Linked DNA regions of Mus musculus: region 2 is linked to region 1. The links are chromatin contacts, called in public HiChIP or PLAC-seq maps. All regions are on one chromosome and are shown on one strand. Each heading gives the region's core, a stretch centred on a gene start, on an enhancer-like site or on the middle of the called end of the contact. The rest is flanking DNA. Distances are from core to core; before and after follow the strand shown.

Evidence for each region. HiChIP or PLAC-seq counts read pairs in DNA pulled down with a chosen protein or histone mark.
Region 2: an H3K27ac HiChIP or PLAC-seq map of the NIH/3T3 cell line shows a contact between it and region 1, with 5 times the contacts expected there. The contact joins two enhancer-like sites. A contact is called at or near these places in 1 of 15 datasets of contacts at CTCF or cohesin (the NIH/3T3 cell line), 3 of 484 Hi-C or Micro-C datasets (Th1 cells, bone marrow-derived macrophages and muscle stem cells) and 3 of 115 datasets of contacts at active chromatin or transcription factors (the NIH/3T3 cell line, a colorectal cancer cell line and pancreatic cancer cells).

Annotation. Positions count from the first base shown.
Region 1 is chr15:64,153,454-64,161,179 of GRCm38.p6, forward strand. It overlaps Asap1 (ArfGAP with SH3 domain, ankyrin repeat and PH domain1), which reads right to left. Exons shown (of 31, transcript NM_010026.3): 10 at 6,769-6,844; 11 at 5,429-5,551; 12 at 391-399. Among named protein-coding and RNA genes, the nearest start is that of Gm20717, 59 kb to the left of the region's middle. Within about 2 kb of position 2,583, at least 65 of the 459 cell types and tissues checked have an H3K27ac peak or open chromatin away from gene starts, as enhancers often do. A contact at or near this core is called in the NIH/3T3 cell line, a colorectal cancer cell line and pancreatic cancer cells, where this site is marked.
Region 2 is chr15:64,466,909-64,474,634 of GRCm38.p6, forward strand. No RefSeq gene overlaps it. Among named protein-coding and RNA genes, the nearest start is that of Gm46509, 33 kb to the right of the region's middle. Within about 2 kb of position 4,828, at least 46 of the 459 cell types and tissues checked have an H3K27ac peak or open chromatin away from gene starts, as enhancers often do. A contact at or near this core is called in the NIH/3T3 cell line, a colorectal cancer cell line and pancreatic cancer cells, where this site is marked.

The DNA.
Region 1 (7,726 bases), core at 1,333-3,832:
TGGGAGCGGTTTGGACCTCCTGAGTTACCCAGTTAGTAAACTATGCAAACATTCCACAAAAGGAACAATCTGCCTACGGCTCTCTGCAAAACAGACTGATGCCGATGAGTTTAGTCTGAAATCAGCATCCTACGGTGTGAAAAGTCTAGGATGTGACAAAGCATGCACACTCCAGCAAAAGAAACAAGCAAGCCTGCTTTCACTTTGGCACTCCACTGGTACCTAGCCGTGGACGCTAAGGACAGAAAGACAAGACACAATGGCCATACTATGAAAATCCAAGAAGTAAAATACAAATGAAACAAATAAACATATAGTGGAGTTGCAGCAAGAGGACAAGTCTCTAGGTACATAGTAGGACAACGCATTCTCACAAATGTATTAACTTACTCTTCTAGACTTCGATCAGGAAGGGCAAAGCAACAAAGAAAAAAAAAGGCAGAAGATTGAAAATAGTTAATTGTGTTAAAAGCTCTGTCAGCCATTACTTAAGCAGTTTATAAAATATACATAGAAAAGATTATTGTAAAGATGTACCAAAAAACACATCCATGATCATAATAGAATCTGGATGATAAAGCAGTAAAATATTTCTATACCAATCAAATCAAGTGTTACATATTTTAGCTCATGTGTGGTGAGGAGATAAACACAATGAAGATGATAAGGCGTACATTTCTCAGTAAATGGTAACATCATTCAAAATGTGGGAACACAGAACCAATGCCTCAGTAAAACCAAAATAAACTGAAAACTCAGAATATCAGAGCCACATATTGTGATGTCCTCTGTATTCTTGTTTCCCAATTGAAATGTGCATGTGTGTGTGCATGTTAGTGGATGCACCCACATACGTAGGTACCCATGTGCCATTCTCCTAGGTCCAACAGTGTGTACTTGCAGAGTCTTGGGATCCAATGTATAAGGCTTTGTAGAGGATGCTTGCACTCTGACCACTCCTCTCCTTCTCTCCCAGAAGGCTTTACCCAGTAGGCTGAGACTGATGAAAGGGGTTACAAGTGACATTCTTTTTGTCTGTCTGTCTGTCTGTCTTCCTTTCTTTTACTCTAAAGATAATTTTATTTTATTAACATTTATTTTATCTATATGAATGTGTTGCCTCTGTGTACCATGTGCATGCCTGGAGTTCAGAAGAGGGAATCAGATCCCCTGCAGTAGGAGCTAGGGGTGGTTGTGAACCACCATATGGGTGCTGGCAACTGAGCTGGGACCTCTGTCAGAGGAGCAAGTTTTCAACTGCTGACTCATCTCTCCATCCCTATTAGTCACTTCTCCCTTACTGTAAGGAAGTTTGTTTTCAACAGGCCAGATTCCTTCCATAAAATTGAACAAATCAGATTATCTGGAACAGGGTTGTGGGGTAGAATGAGATCTAGGAATCTCTTACAAAATTTCTTAATGTTTACTTTCTAATGTTTCTGTTTACATTTTTTTGTACTCACTTATGTATGTATGTATGAATGAATGTATGCATGTATTTCGTGTGTGTGTGTGTGTGTGTGTGTGTGTGTATGAGGAGGAGTGTAAATTCCAGGAATCAGTCTCTCCCTCTACCACATGGGTACCAGGGACTGAATGTCAGTCATCAATCCTGGAGGCAAGCACCTTCACCAGGTGAGCCACCTTGCCAGCTTCTAGAGTTTACTTTGAAATACAACCATGGTCTTGGTCAGCACAGTACAGTAGTCCAATAAATCCTTCCAGATCTGTATTTTTTTCTCTACAATTCCAGAAATTAGCTAATTAATGACTTTCATAGGTTAATAAATGTACATAAATTATTTTTACTTCATTGAGAAATAATGGCCATTCAGCTTGCTTAGTAGAAGTTTTTTTTTTTGTTTTTTTTTGTTTTTTTTTTCCATTTGTTTGTTTGGTTTTCTGAGACAAGGTTTCTCTGTGTAGCCCTGGCTATCCTGGAACTTGCTCTGTAGATCAAGTTGGCCTCAAACTCAAAAATCTACGTGCTTCTGCCTCCCAAGCACTAGGATTACAGGCATGTGCCGCCATCACCACCTGGTGCTTAGTAGCAATATCAATAAATGAAAAGTGAATTTAGTTTCGAGAAAGTACTGGAAAATTATCGTACTACTTATAATTTAACACATACAACTAAAGAATGAAATAGATTTTGAGTTGTTTTGATAGCATGAGAGAAATCAACTACATATTCAGGAAAGAAAAATGCAAATTCCAAACTCATTTAGGCAAAAATATGCAACACTGAAAATAAACAATGAACTTGAAACCTTTGGGCAATTTTGTGCCAAGAGCTAGGAAATGTATCTACCTCACTGAGTCTGCCTTACTGATTTCCAATTTGACCTCCTGCACCCTAGCAGAGATAGGGAAATCACTTTCTTTGAAGCTACACTGACATGTGACATGCACTATTAATCTGTAAAACCTCAACCCTCTGAACTGAATGCAATTCCTAGTCACTGATCTAAGGTCTTTGTGAATGCTTTCTGGTATTCAATGAAAACCAAACCTTTACCACAGGACTTCCCATTTCCAACGGCAAGTGTGTGGTGGGTGACTAAGCTCTGGGTAGGGTTTGGCACACTGAAGAGAGGGAGGAGTGACATGCTGAGCGAGTCACCTTGCATCCACACCGTGAAAGGCCCACTAGTTCTCAGACACTTCTGTGTTTCATACACACAATGCATAGAATCACTGTTAGAAAGGGAAGAGTTACAGCCCTAGAAATAGTTCAGCAGCAAGCAGTTCTTTCAGGAAGCGGGGCTGTTATCTAAGGTGAAGGTAAGTCATTCCACTGAACATTTAGTAAAAAAAAAAAAAAAAAAAAAAAGGAAAGTAACTTGACTTGATGGAGGAAAGAATAATCTTTCCAAATATCTGGGGATCCTGTTCATAGCTATTTTAACAGTCGCTAGGCTTTTTTCCTTTTGCATTTGTTTATTTGTGTGTGCCCCTCTGCTGACGTCAGAGGACAACTTGCAGAAGTTGGTGCTCTCCACCACAGGCGTCTAGGAACCAAGCTGAGGTCGTCAGTCTTGGTGGCACCTTGTCAGGTCATCATCTATTTGGCCCACTAAGATTTGACCTGCCATTGTAAATTTGAAGCTCTGTGGTAAAGGTTTGGCCGTTGACTTTCTTTTTAATTGTCAACCTGACACACTCTAGAATCACCTAGGAAGGGAGCTTCGTGGAGAGTCTGGTGAGGGTCAGGTTGACCTCTGGAAGGGCTCATGGCTATTGCATTAAGTGAGATGAGGAGATCCCCACACCCTGGATGCCCCACGTCCTACACAGGGGATCCTGGATAGCACAAGAGTAGGGAACGTGAGCTGAGCACGAGAACACACTCATTAACTCACTGCTCTCTGCTCCTGACTGCTCCAGCTCTCTGACTGACGTCCTTGCAGCCTGGACAGTAACCTGGGGCTGTGCCTGTGCTTCTTTTGCGTTGCTTTGGTCAGGGTATTTTATCACAGCGCCAGGAAGCAAAACTAAGACAGTGTCCTTCAATCAAGTCACATTAGAAACTGGTGAAGTCAGTTAGGTGGTTTGCTGGGTGCTTTTAATTTCTCATAAAATAGTTTCGATTACTTTGCACTCTTTCAAATGTTAGGAGGACAAGAACTCTCTGGTGGATATCGTCCTTCACATTTACTTGGTAGATAGTTTCTATTATCTCGAAGTCACTAAAAATAATTAACTTGCTAATTATTTTGCAACAAGAGGTGATAGTGTTAGAAAGGGATGGGTGGGTATGCTGTTAAATGACAATTTTAGCTGCAAAATATTTAGGAGGAGTGACAATTAAAACCCATTAATTAACTTCAAGTAGAGTTAAATATAATCACTTCATGCTCATTTCACCTCCTAGATACTCCTTCTGTCATGAAACTTTGCTTCTTAGCCAACCTGAGTAGAATACATCAATACCTATACAAGGCAAAATGACTTTGCTCTTGGATAGCAAAACAAAGATAGGAAGTGGTTATGTGCGAACCAGTCAAGCCATCACAGCTTCCTTTAGACAAATGTCTACTCTTTCTCCTTTCCATTTGGGCCTTTCTATTTGCATGTACACTTAGAAATCATTCAAGAATACTTCTCTTTATATCCAAGCAGAGAGTATGTGTGCTTCAGCTTCTAATTAAAACAAAACAAAACAAAACAAAAAAAACCCAAAAAACCCTTTTCCCGAGATAGTCTCAGGCCCCTGATCACAGGCACAGTCACAGCGTAAGTCTGCACGTAAGGACTTTGCCTCAGTGCACAGATGTTTGTGGGAATCAGGCCTGCTCTGATAGGAGCTAGGAGAGCAGGAGACTATCTGCCATTAAAGAACGATGGACTTATCTCACTTTCCCAAACTCCCAAACATCTGTAAAACCTGAATATGGAGAAGAAAAAGGATAAAAATCATTTTTAAATGTATATACACACACATTGAGTTATGGAATTAGAAAAAAAACAAAAATTATTTTAACTGTGTACACATATAGTTACAGCCTTAGGAAAGGAAAGCTTTGAAGGCCGCTGTAAAAGGCTAGTGCTGTGAGTGCAGGTTTCCAGTGCGTTAGGGGTGGGGATGGAGGGAGGGTGCTTTATCTCTGTGTGGCCACATGAATGCCATTCAGAAATTTCAGGAATTAAAAAAAGAGTGAATGCCACTGTTGGGAGCTATCACTGGACACTGACAAAGCAAATGCATCTCTTATACAACCATTAAACACTGCACTCCAAAACTGCACAAACAGGCACATTTGACTTTCTTCCATGTAACAAATGACACTAGACCCTCCTTCATGAAGGGACCTACACTTAGCACCCAGACTACAGCCAGATGTGCAGCAGGTATCAATGCCCGGACAAATGACATTTGTAACTAAGGATCGGAGCTGCATTAATCTAAATCCACCACTCACTCTATACTGTCAACATCCAGGGCCCATCTCAACTGAGTTTTCTTGATTCTGGGGCAAGTTTCTAAAGGACTCTCTCAAAATATTTCCTTAAATCTCTGGTAAAATGAAAGACCATTTCAGGCTTCCCAGAATGATAAGCATGGTGTGAAGAAGAGAATCACGAGGCATACTGCCTGCTTCAAAGGTTAACATTAAGAAAACTCTAAGGCTACAAAGTAGCAGAATCCAGGGTACCATTTACTTATGAGGTGAAAGAACAGTTTCTTCTTTTTGAGACAGGTTCTCATATGTAGGCCAGGCTGGTCAGAGAGCTCTGCCTGCCTCTGCCTCTCAGTGGTAAGTGCCACCTTGCCTGGTGGGAATAGTTTCTATGCTGGGCATCACTGTGGACACGTACTTCTATCTTTTCCCTCACCTGTTCCCACCCCCACCCCAGCAGGAAGCTATCAATGTGCCTGTTTCACAGACGGAGAAGCACAAAGGGAATGGCAAGCAGCCTCACTTACACTGTTAGCCCTGCTGGCAACATATAAACCACCTACTTCTTTCGGATCAAGTTGCAGAGAGGATTTTATTAGATCTCGGAGTGCAGTTAGCTGTTTTTTTTCTTCATCTTGGGTTTGCTTTATCTATGGAAGAAAAAGTCACACCTGTTATTTATCATTTTCTTTAAAAACAAAGCTTAATTATCCAAATATACCACTCATCAAACAAATCAATTTGATAGTTGTAGTAAATCTTCCCATTACTTACACTGCCTGGTTAATGTAAGAGGTAGAGTCTAATCCTGAGAAAATACCCAGAGTTTAGAGTTAGCAAGTTATGTATCCGGCTTTCTTGTTAAACAATACGTGGTGACCCAAAAAGCTCTCAATGCCTCTATTTAATGAGGTTAGAAAATAATGCTTGTAACATTTATTTCTAGCCTTTTAAAGGACGGGCAGAAAGAATACCATGGTAAAATTAAATATGTCAGAAGAAAATCATATGAATGACTGAGACACCAATCGCCAAAGCATACACCAAAGTTTCCATAGAACTACACAAGGACCGGGATTTCTGTTGCTTATTTTTAAGCACTTGGGATTTAACTGTCAGTGATCCCTGTTCACTAACTAAAAGAAAATTAGGGAAAATACATAGGTATGTTTGTTCAAAAGCTACAGTAGGAATCAGGCTGATAATACATAACCTGAAATGTGTAGAATTAGTATTGTTTTGTATTTCTTATAATTTGGAATATTTGCATATGTGTGTGTGTGTGCGTGTGTATAAATAAAATGAGATCTCTCAAGGGCGGGGCAAAAGTGTAAACATGTAATCGACTTGTTCCACACAGCCTCAAACAGGCTAAATACAATGTCCTACTACATAGAGTTTCTGGCATGTATGTGCACAACTACACTTTGATTGTGATGTGGCCATGTGTGGAATTTTCGTTCTGTGCTGTCATGCCAGTTGGTCCTCAGAGTTTCAGATTTTAAAGCACTTCTCATCAGGAATGCCTCGACTGTTATCTGTAACTCTAACCTTGTCTGGTCTCAGGCATTCAGATTCCTAATATATTTTCTTTTAAAGTTCATCGGCCAAGTTATTTCCAAGTAATAATTATTCCATCTCTAAGTATCCACTCCCCTCTCCTCCCTGTGTTTACCTTTTCATTTCTTATTTGCTCCTCCCACTCTTCATAGCCTCCACAGGTTCGCTGCTAAGATGAAGACCTGTTGGCCAGGTTTACACTGACCTATCACTGGTCTTCTCTGCCTAACACCCTTTCTGATACAGACTTCAAATGGACCTGATGCTCCTTACAAGTTAAATGCACATGCTAGAAGTAGGGACTTACATTATATAAGTCAGCAGCCAGCTTTTCTATGTACTGTTTCAGTTTATCAGCCGTTTTCAAGCCATCCTGAAAGAAACTACAAGGGGAAACAACAGTGACTCATCATCAGTAAAAAGAAGGAATAGAATTATGTGCAAACCCTGAGGATTCTTCCCACCTCTGTCTCCCCACACCCTTCCCCAGTAGTTTCCATATAATAAACATGAAGTCAAGTTCAGCACTTGTATAACGATGTGTCAACAAACACATTTGTGGCTACTGCTTGAAATCTATTAGGAGAGATCACAGTCGGCACAAATAACCCTTGCAGTCCTCACTGATATCACACGTGTTAACATCCTCACACAGACCACTTCCTTGTAGCCAGACCATGCTTGAATCAAAGAGAGAAAGACAAACTAGCCCCTGGCATACAGAAGTCTAACTGCCCACTGGAGGGTCAGGTAGGAGGCAGTGTGTGCGGACAGACACAGGGGTGCCGAGGGTCTGGAAAGCTGCTGCGTGACTTCCCGATGATAACAAGAGCTGACAACGGAAGAACCTTTCCTACAAGCTGAGCACCGACTCACAAGTTGTTCTGCTGGCTTGATTCTCATGGGGCAAGCACTTCAGCTTTGTCTCCACCCTGTAGAGAATGCACTGCAAGGCTCTATACCTTACTAGGTCCACATGGTGGTGGGACTCAGACCCAGGACTGCCTGATACCAAGCCCATTCTGAAAGCTAGTAATGACGTGAGTTCTTATCTTGGGCAGGTGATGCGAGTTCTTCTCTTGTGGGGACCACTCCTCAGGGCCCTCCCCTGTGGTTCAGTTTACAGAAAGCAGGGCCTAGGTGTTTGGAACCCCATGCCCTGCTGCCCCTTTCTCTAGGTCATGCCCTACCCCATGGGATGGCTTGCCACAGACTTGTGGTCTCCCAACAAGTGAGGAGAATCACCTCCCTGCCGTGCCACAGTG
Region 2 (7,726 bases), core at 3,578-6,077, 320 kb after region 1:
GATATACTTCCTGCCCTTCTGCACCCTGGACCACATAAGAGATAATAATATCCACCCATGGGTGTTTTTTTTTTTAAATAGTGATAGAATATATGAAAATTGAGTTCCAAGTCTTCAGATGTTAGTCATCTCCTGAGTATCTAATTTTGGTTTTCGGTAAGTCCACAGGAAGTAAGTTAGTATATATTTTAATATACCATGGGTTTGTTAAACAAACTTGGGAGCAGAAGGACAGTGCTTGCTTTAAAGAATTAGTTTCTAAACAAGCCATTGCTTGATATAAAGTAATGTTCCATTCCAATAGGTGGTACCCTAAACGTTATCATTACCAATGCTCTCCAGAGTCCACCAATACTGTCACTCATTTCGTGCTGGCTTCACCTCTGAATCTGTGTGCTGTGGAGCACTGACACCTGAGTCATGGTATCTCTCACTGTCCCCTGAGCACTCCAGTGTTCTGCTTTCATATTAGATTTGACAGTCACACCAGGCAGCTCTGTAGCTGGAGAGAAATTGCATTACAAGTGCATGGTGGGTGAGAACATCAAATGCTGTATCTATAGTGGAAAATAATAGCATGGTTTCTCAAGCAATGAAAGGTAAAATGACCATAGAGTACAGTCTCTGGTTCTGGGGAATACATCTAAAAGCCACAAAAGCAGCAATTTAGATACAGGTACACTCCAAGTTCATAATGGCACTACCACACTAGTCAAAAGATGGAAGCAGCCTGGGCACCTATAGGCAAGTATATAGTATGATGACTACTTTCAGTTACCAACTTGATACAATCCAGAGCCATCTGGGAAGGGAGTCTCAATACGAAATTGCTTATGCCAGGTTGGTCTCTGGCCATGTCTATAGGGGGGAGTTGTCTTGATTTTGTTAATAACATGGGAAGATACAGACAAGTGTGAGCATCACCATTCCCTAGGTAGGGGAATCCTGAACTATATAAGTGTAGAGAGTGAAGTGAGCTGAACACCGATGAGCACACGTTTCTCTTCACTTTTGACTGCAGATATGTGATGTGATTAGTTGCCTCAAGTTCCTGCTTTGACTCCCTTGAAGTGATGGACTGCGACCTGGGACTGTTAGCGAAAAGAAAGCCTTCCTTTCTTAAGTTGCCATATTTAATCATAGCAACAGAAATCAAGCTAGGATGTATGGGCAAACAAAAATGATACAGATCCTTCCCATGGAATAGTATCTTTAAAAAGAATGGAAATTCTAGCAGATGCTGCCCTGAGGAACATTAGGGACAGTGTGGCTCTGCTCAGGTGAGATGCCTGGAAACTGAATGAACCAGGCACCTGGTGGAAGGGCAAGTGTGGGAATTGTTTACTTACTTATTTTTTAGATTCAACAATTTATTCTTGGAAGAAGCATCTGCTAATTCTGTGCACTGCACAGTTTGTATTCGGAGACATTTCCGTTAGATCATCTGATGCGACTTCTCTTTGGGGCAACATCAAGGGGTGAAATGATAGCAAACTGACAAAGATTCATAAAGAAACCAGGATCGACATGTGGTCTAAACACAGAGTGAAGGGAGGCTTTGAAATAGTGGGATGCGCATTCCCCTTTAATGAGGAATCAGTATATGCTAAGCATTTGATGAGGACAACGGCATCTTTTGGAGTGGTGATGAATCAAGCCAAGCTACAAAGTGCCCAAGTCTAGCTGCAGACTCTTGTACATAAAGATACAGCTAAATGTTCTTCCTATGCAAGGAACTTTCTATTCATCCTTTATTAACACATGTCATTTCCAGTGAGAGTTGGGAAAATGGCACTAGGCTTTATGGCTAGGAGGTCAGTGCTTAGGTAGCCACATCCACAAGGTCTCAGTGCTCAAAACAGCCACACAGTTTCAGAACTAGGAATGCAGAGTAAAAATGGAACAATAGTCATCAAGTTTAAATGAAGCAACTGGAATCACCTGTCCTTCTGGATGTCACTTTATGTCTTCCCTCTCCATTCCATAACTTGACAGATGAATAACAGAAGTCCGTGTACTGTTGATGATCACCCAGGAGCATATGTAAACGTGTTTACATGTTTATATGTTTATATCTTACCAAAATATCAAGAAAACAATGTGTCTTTCCAAGATATCAAGGAAACTTATTGAATTCTTTGAAACATCATTTAGCTCCCCAAGAGATGCTGATCATTGTTACTAGACTCAGAATGATGTTTGTACTGTTTTAGTTTTGGAATATATTAATTATACAGAATCTTGGGGTTCATTGTAGCATTTTAATTTCACTTGACAATAGTTACTCCCATTATCACTATTGTTCCCTTCCTGCTCCCCTTTCTCTTCTTTAAAAACTATGGATGCACTTGTTATACTTTTAGATTTGTTTACTTTATGTGTATGAGTGTTTGCCTGTATGCATGTGTATGTGTATCACATTTGTGCTTGGAGGTCAGAAAAACTCCCTATTCCAGAGGACTATAGTTACAGATGCTGTGAGTCACTTTATGGGTGCTGGAAACTAAACTGGGGACCTTTCTCTGTTGATCAAGAAAGTAAAGGTTTGTAATTGAAAAGACCCATGATTACACAACACATGCCAACAGGAAACCTATGTCGTAGGGAAGAATAGTCTTGAGAGGGAACTACAGGTGTTTGTACATGCATGTGACATGACATACAGACAGGGTGCATCACCAAAGAGCTTGAAGTAATAGAAGACAGATGGCTAAGCATTCACAGAATAAAAGGCACAATAAATACCATGATTCATTCATGTTGGGAAATACATGCAGGCACTCTGTTTCTCATTGGAAAACACTGGTCAGTAAACAACATGCCCACCACTGAGGCCAGGGGATGAGATGGCCCAGCTCATTGTAGGACGTGTCACCCCTGGGAAGAAGTAACAATACAAAAGAAAAAGAGACCATGATTTCAAGAGGGAGCAAATGGGGAGCAGTATACATTGGAGGGAGGCAAAGGAAAGGGGAAATGATGGACTTATATTTTAATTAAAGAAAGAAAACAGATTGAACAAGTCATGGGGAGCAAGCCAGTAGCAGCATTCCTCCATGGCTTCTGCTCTCATTTGTAGCCTCCCCCAGCCTTGAGCAGGCTGGCTCAGACCTGTTCTGCCACTGTCAGCTAGCCCACCTAGGTCTATTGTTCTGCCCACCTCTGCAGGTTTTCTCCAAGATGCCACTACCTGCTGAGAGGCTGAACCTGTCTTCCTGAGGGGATCCTGAATAAGCAACAACCTGGTGACAGAGTGACAAGAGCCTGTTGACAAAGCAATGAGAGCCTGGCATGGTGGGGGAATGGGCCTTCCCCTTTATAAGCTCAGTAAACTTTGGGCCTTGATCAGTATCTTTGTCTTGGTCCCATATTTCTCTCACCAGTCTCTTTCCATACAGCCCCAGCCTCCTTTTCAGGAACCCAGTTTGTGTAGCTGTGGGCAGCTACAGTCAGTTCTTGTCATACTTGAGTTCCTTCATTGGCTTCAAGGACTGATGCTAATCCTTTCTCCCTAGGTTGGTTTTGGTCAGTGTTTTCTTACAGCCGTAGAAACCAAACTAATATATTCTTACTGTTTCTGAATTTTTGAATTATGACCAGAAAACCTTTACCTATTCTCAGACCATAAAGGAACACACACATCTTTTCCCTTCAAACTGTAGTTTCACTCAGCAATACGTTGATGATTTCACGTCTGCTTTTATGTGTGAGATGTGTATCTAATTTTAACCTTTTCAAAATGGCTACCCGATTGTCTCAACATCATATATTAAAAGTCAATGTTTGCTCCCAAGAGTGTTTTTTAAACACACTTACAGGACAGTTTGGCCAGATAGAATGCATGGCTCAAATTGTGGGTTAGAGTGTACTGCCCAGGTTGATTTATCCCAGTTCGAGTGACACTGACCTCTGGTTGGCCAGCTAAAACAAAGTTGGTCATATCAGGCTGGTGTTGTGATGACAAAGTCTGCAGCAGGGGAGACTCTGTGGCCAGCCCAGCATCTGGATTCTGGCCCCTGGGCCTGTGGATTGATTCCATGGTAGCTGTCCAATTTCTTGCCTGTGGTTATTTCCACATGTTGAAACATCACCAGCTGCCCTTAGCCCCAAATTACTATGCTGTGTTTTTCCTCTGGCCTTTAAAAATGCAAGGCATCCTTCTAAATACTAGTTTCAAAGTTTGCTTTGCACTATTCTTATTCTAAATCCAGATGACCCTGGTGGTGTAGCAAAGGGGTGAAGGCATCAAGAGAAAGGTCCACGTGTCTCTTGGTGGTCTTTTTATCTGTCTGGACTGGTATTAGATTGAAGAAACCAGAGATGTTGTATCTCTTTAGGTAATAAGCACATATTGAATGCCTACTGTATACTATCGAATGCCTACTAAGGCTAGTTCTTGTCAAGCCCTGGATAAGATACAACCCTGGTTCTTGAGCTAGAGCACATGACCTAAGAGGCAGCCTAGATAATAGCTCTTAGAAGGAGAAAGTGTTAACTACTGTTAAAAGGATAGGGGAAAGAGAAATCTGTGGTTTGAGATTTTTCAAGATGGTGAGGAAGGTTGGAGGAAAGCTTTCTAGATAGTTCTTTACAATAGCAGCAAGAAGGAATATGTTTCATATTTAACCAATTAACCCAAGCTTCAGTGTACTGCCACCTTGTAGGTGTCCATACTAAATTCACTTTGCAGCAGAGGAAACTTGGGTCTAGAGAAACAGATGTTCACAGAGCTTCTGATTCCAGTGTCCTCCTTCTGCCATAGCCCCTCCTGGATGTTTTTCTCAGGTTTCCTTGACTTTAAAGGAAGATGGAAGCATATCTGGCCTGCATTCTTTGGGACTGTGATTCATTTTCTCTGATGCTGTGGAATGTCCTCCTCCAGGCACAGCTTGGACATTGCCCTCTCGAACTGTCAACATCTATAATTACCCAAAGGAGATGTCACAAGACTGATCTCATTCACTTTCCATCGCAGAGGGGACCCAGGACTCACAGGACCCTTTTTACACAGGGATGTAGAGATCCTTAACAGTTGCTGGAGTCTCCAAGAGATTCTTCTCTTTAACAGTGTACATTGCCAACTCTTCACTCTCTGGTGAGTAATTCTGATTAACTCTTTGTTTCATCAAACTAAAATTGAGTGGTATTGTTATTGTCTGCCTTTTTTTTTTAATGAAATTGGTGTTCTACCTGGGAAAAGCAGATGTTTACTGATCTCCACAAGAAAAGTTCCCACAACACCAGCCCATTTCTGAGTAGGTATAGATCAGTATAATTTTCCCTCCTATTCCTTCCCTCACACATCCCTCGTTTGCACTTCTTCCTTTCTGTTCCCGTTTCAAAGGGGGCATCAATACTCTTAATAAAACCATCTTCAGATGGCTGAACACATGTGTCAGGATGGGAAATGACAAATACCACCCCATCAAGGATGATTATTGTAATTTTCTCCACTCCAATAGGCTCACAAAGACCAGACAACAATAGCCAATAATAGCAGTACACTTTAGTAAGTTGCTATGAGCCTTTGGCTCTGGTAGGGACTTTAGATGGAAAATGTCATTGAGGCATGTGACAAATCAACAAGGGAGCACTGCCACCCTTGTTTATAGGATGAAACCAGTGGGACTAGGGTTCAGCATGACAGCCAAATATTGTTCTCTAGAAGCAGTTTGGATGAGAAACAGGGAAAGAAGCCTTCGTTCTTTCATGTCCTCTGCCCACCAGGGGCTTCACTTCCTGACTGTTAATTTCTATTGACTCTGCCTCTTTTACATATCCACCCCTGGTTGGCTCCTCTGCTAGAAGCAGGGTTAGAAGCTGGCCTTGAAGTTCTTGTGAAGAAATTTTGGGTCACTCCTTGCCCAGGCCTAGTGAGAAGCTCAAATGATACCCTTCTGAGCTGCAGCATGTATTCTAGTATGCTCTGTATTAGAGCATCGAGGGGGGATAGCTTGGAGGGCCAAGATGAAGAAGCAGAATGGCAAAGGAGATACGTTCTGGGTTGTGTTTTCTTTCCCTTGCCCAGCACAGCACCACTTCTGCTTGGTCCTGTACTGTGACTGTCCTCACCTAACATGACTGTCCTCAGCTAACATGTGGGACACAGGGTTGCGCTCCACCTTTTTTTTTGGTCATTTCTTGAAAAGTGTTGGCTGATTCTCAGAACATATGAGGTGCTTCCAAAGTGGTTTGCCAGGACTTGTTCTCTGGTGAAGAAGGAGAGGTGGTGAAGGGAACATCTGATGTATTAGTAAGAGTTGTATGGATAGAAGAAAAAGAAGTTGAAGTGGACCCAGCATATCACGGAGGATGTGGGAGTAAGCTAAGTGAATTCATCTCTTCTGGTTTCTCTGAAGCCAGGATCCTCATGTACCCCCTGCCCTTTCACCTATCTCTGTAAAGGCTTCCTGTGGGGTGTATATGCCATGACCTTCATTCCAGGGTGTTGTGAAGAGATCAGCTTTACCTCCAACTCACAATTTCATACATCTTCATTTCTGGCACAAGGCCTAAGCTGGATTCCTAAGTTTGCTGTTGGTATTGGAGATTGGAAGAAGGGCCAATTTCAAAGCCATAGTCCAGCCATAGGAGGAGCCTAGCATCCTCACCTAGAAAAGAAGACTGAAGGCTGAGGTCAAGAAACAAGGTGTGCTTTGTCTTTTTTAGTGCTGACTAGCTAGGGAAAGTCCCTACATGATCCCCTTGGAAGAACCATCTCGTAAGTTCGGCCACCAGCCACCAGCCACGTCCCCTTTATTTCTTTCTCTTCCATGCTACTAATTCACATCCCAAGTACTTAGCACTTATCAGCGAGATGAAGGTTGACTTTTGCTCATATTATCTCAGGTTTTAGCTTCCTCTGGTTTAAATCACTTCTCTCCCTGTGACATCCGCCTGTTTAGAAGCTTGGCATATGTGTGCCATTGCTGTGTAATGCATTTCTCCATACTTAGCACTGAACATTGAAATCAGCCCTCCTAATCACATAATCTTGTGGGTCAATGTGATGGCTTTTCTCAGTTTTCAACTTGACTATAACCAGAATGAAGTACAATCCAGAAACGGAGAACATGCTTGTGATTCAGATGTTTAGGCAGGAAGACAATATGCCTTTGATCTGGACCTTGAGGCTGGAAGATTCAAATCTTGAGGTGGGACGTCACATGCTTTTGATCAACACATGCATTTAATCCAGACCTTGAGGCACACCTTGGTTCTGGGCCATACCTTCTGCTGGATGCCTATATAAAGACATTGGAAGAAGGAGGGGTTAGTTTGTTTTTTGCCTCTTTGTATTCTCTTTGCCAGCACATCCATCCACTGGAGACTACTTCTTCAGGATTCCAGCCTATACAGAAGAGCAGCTGAAACACCCAGCCTCTTGGGACTGAGCAACTACTAGAATTTTGGATTTTCCATTCACAGCTGGCCACTGTTGGATTAGTTGGACTGCAGCCTATCGGTCATTCTAATATATTCCCTTTATATGCACATTCCATTAGTTCTGGGACTCTAGAGAACCCTGACTAATACAGCCAGGAATCTGGGAGCCACTAGTTTGGGATCCTGCTGTCTACTAGGCTGCCAGGTGGGGTTGTGGCTGTGGCTTGCCCACATCCCTGCTCTATTTACAGACCATGGTTTCTAGGCATTGCCCTGGATTTGATCTTTGCTTATAATGTTTTTCTACCTTTGAAATTTGTTTACAATCTAGGGAAATGAG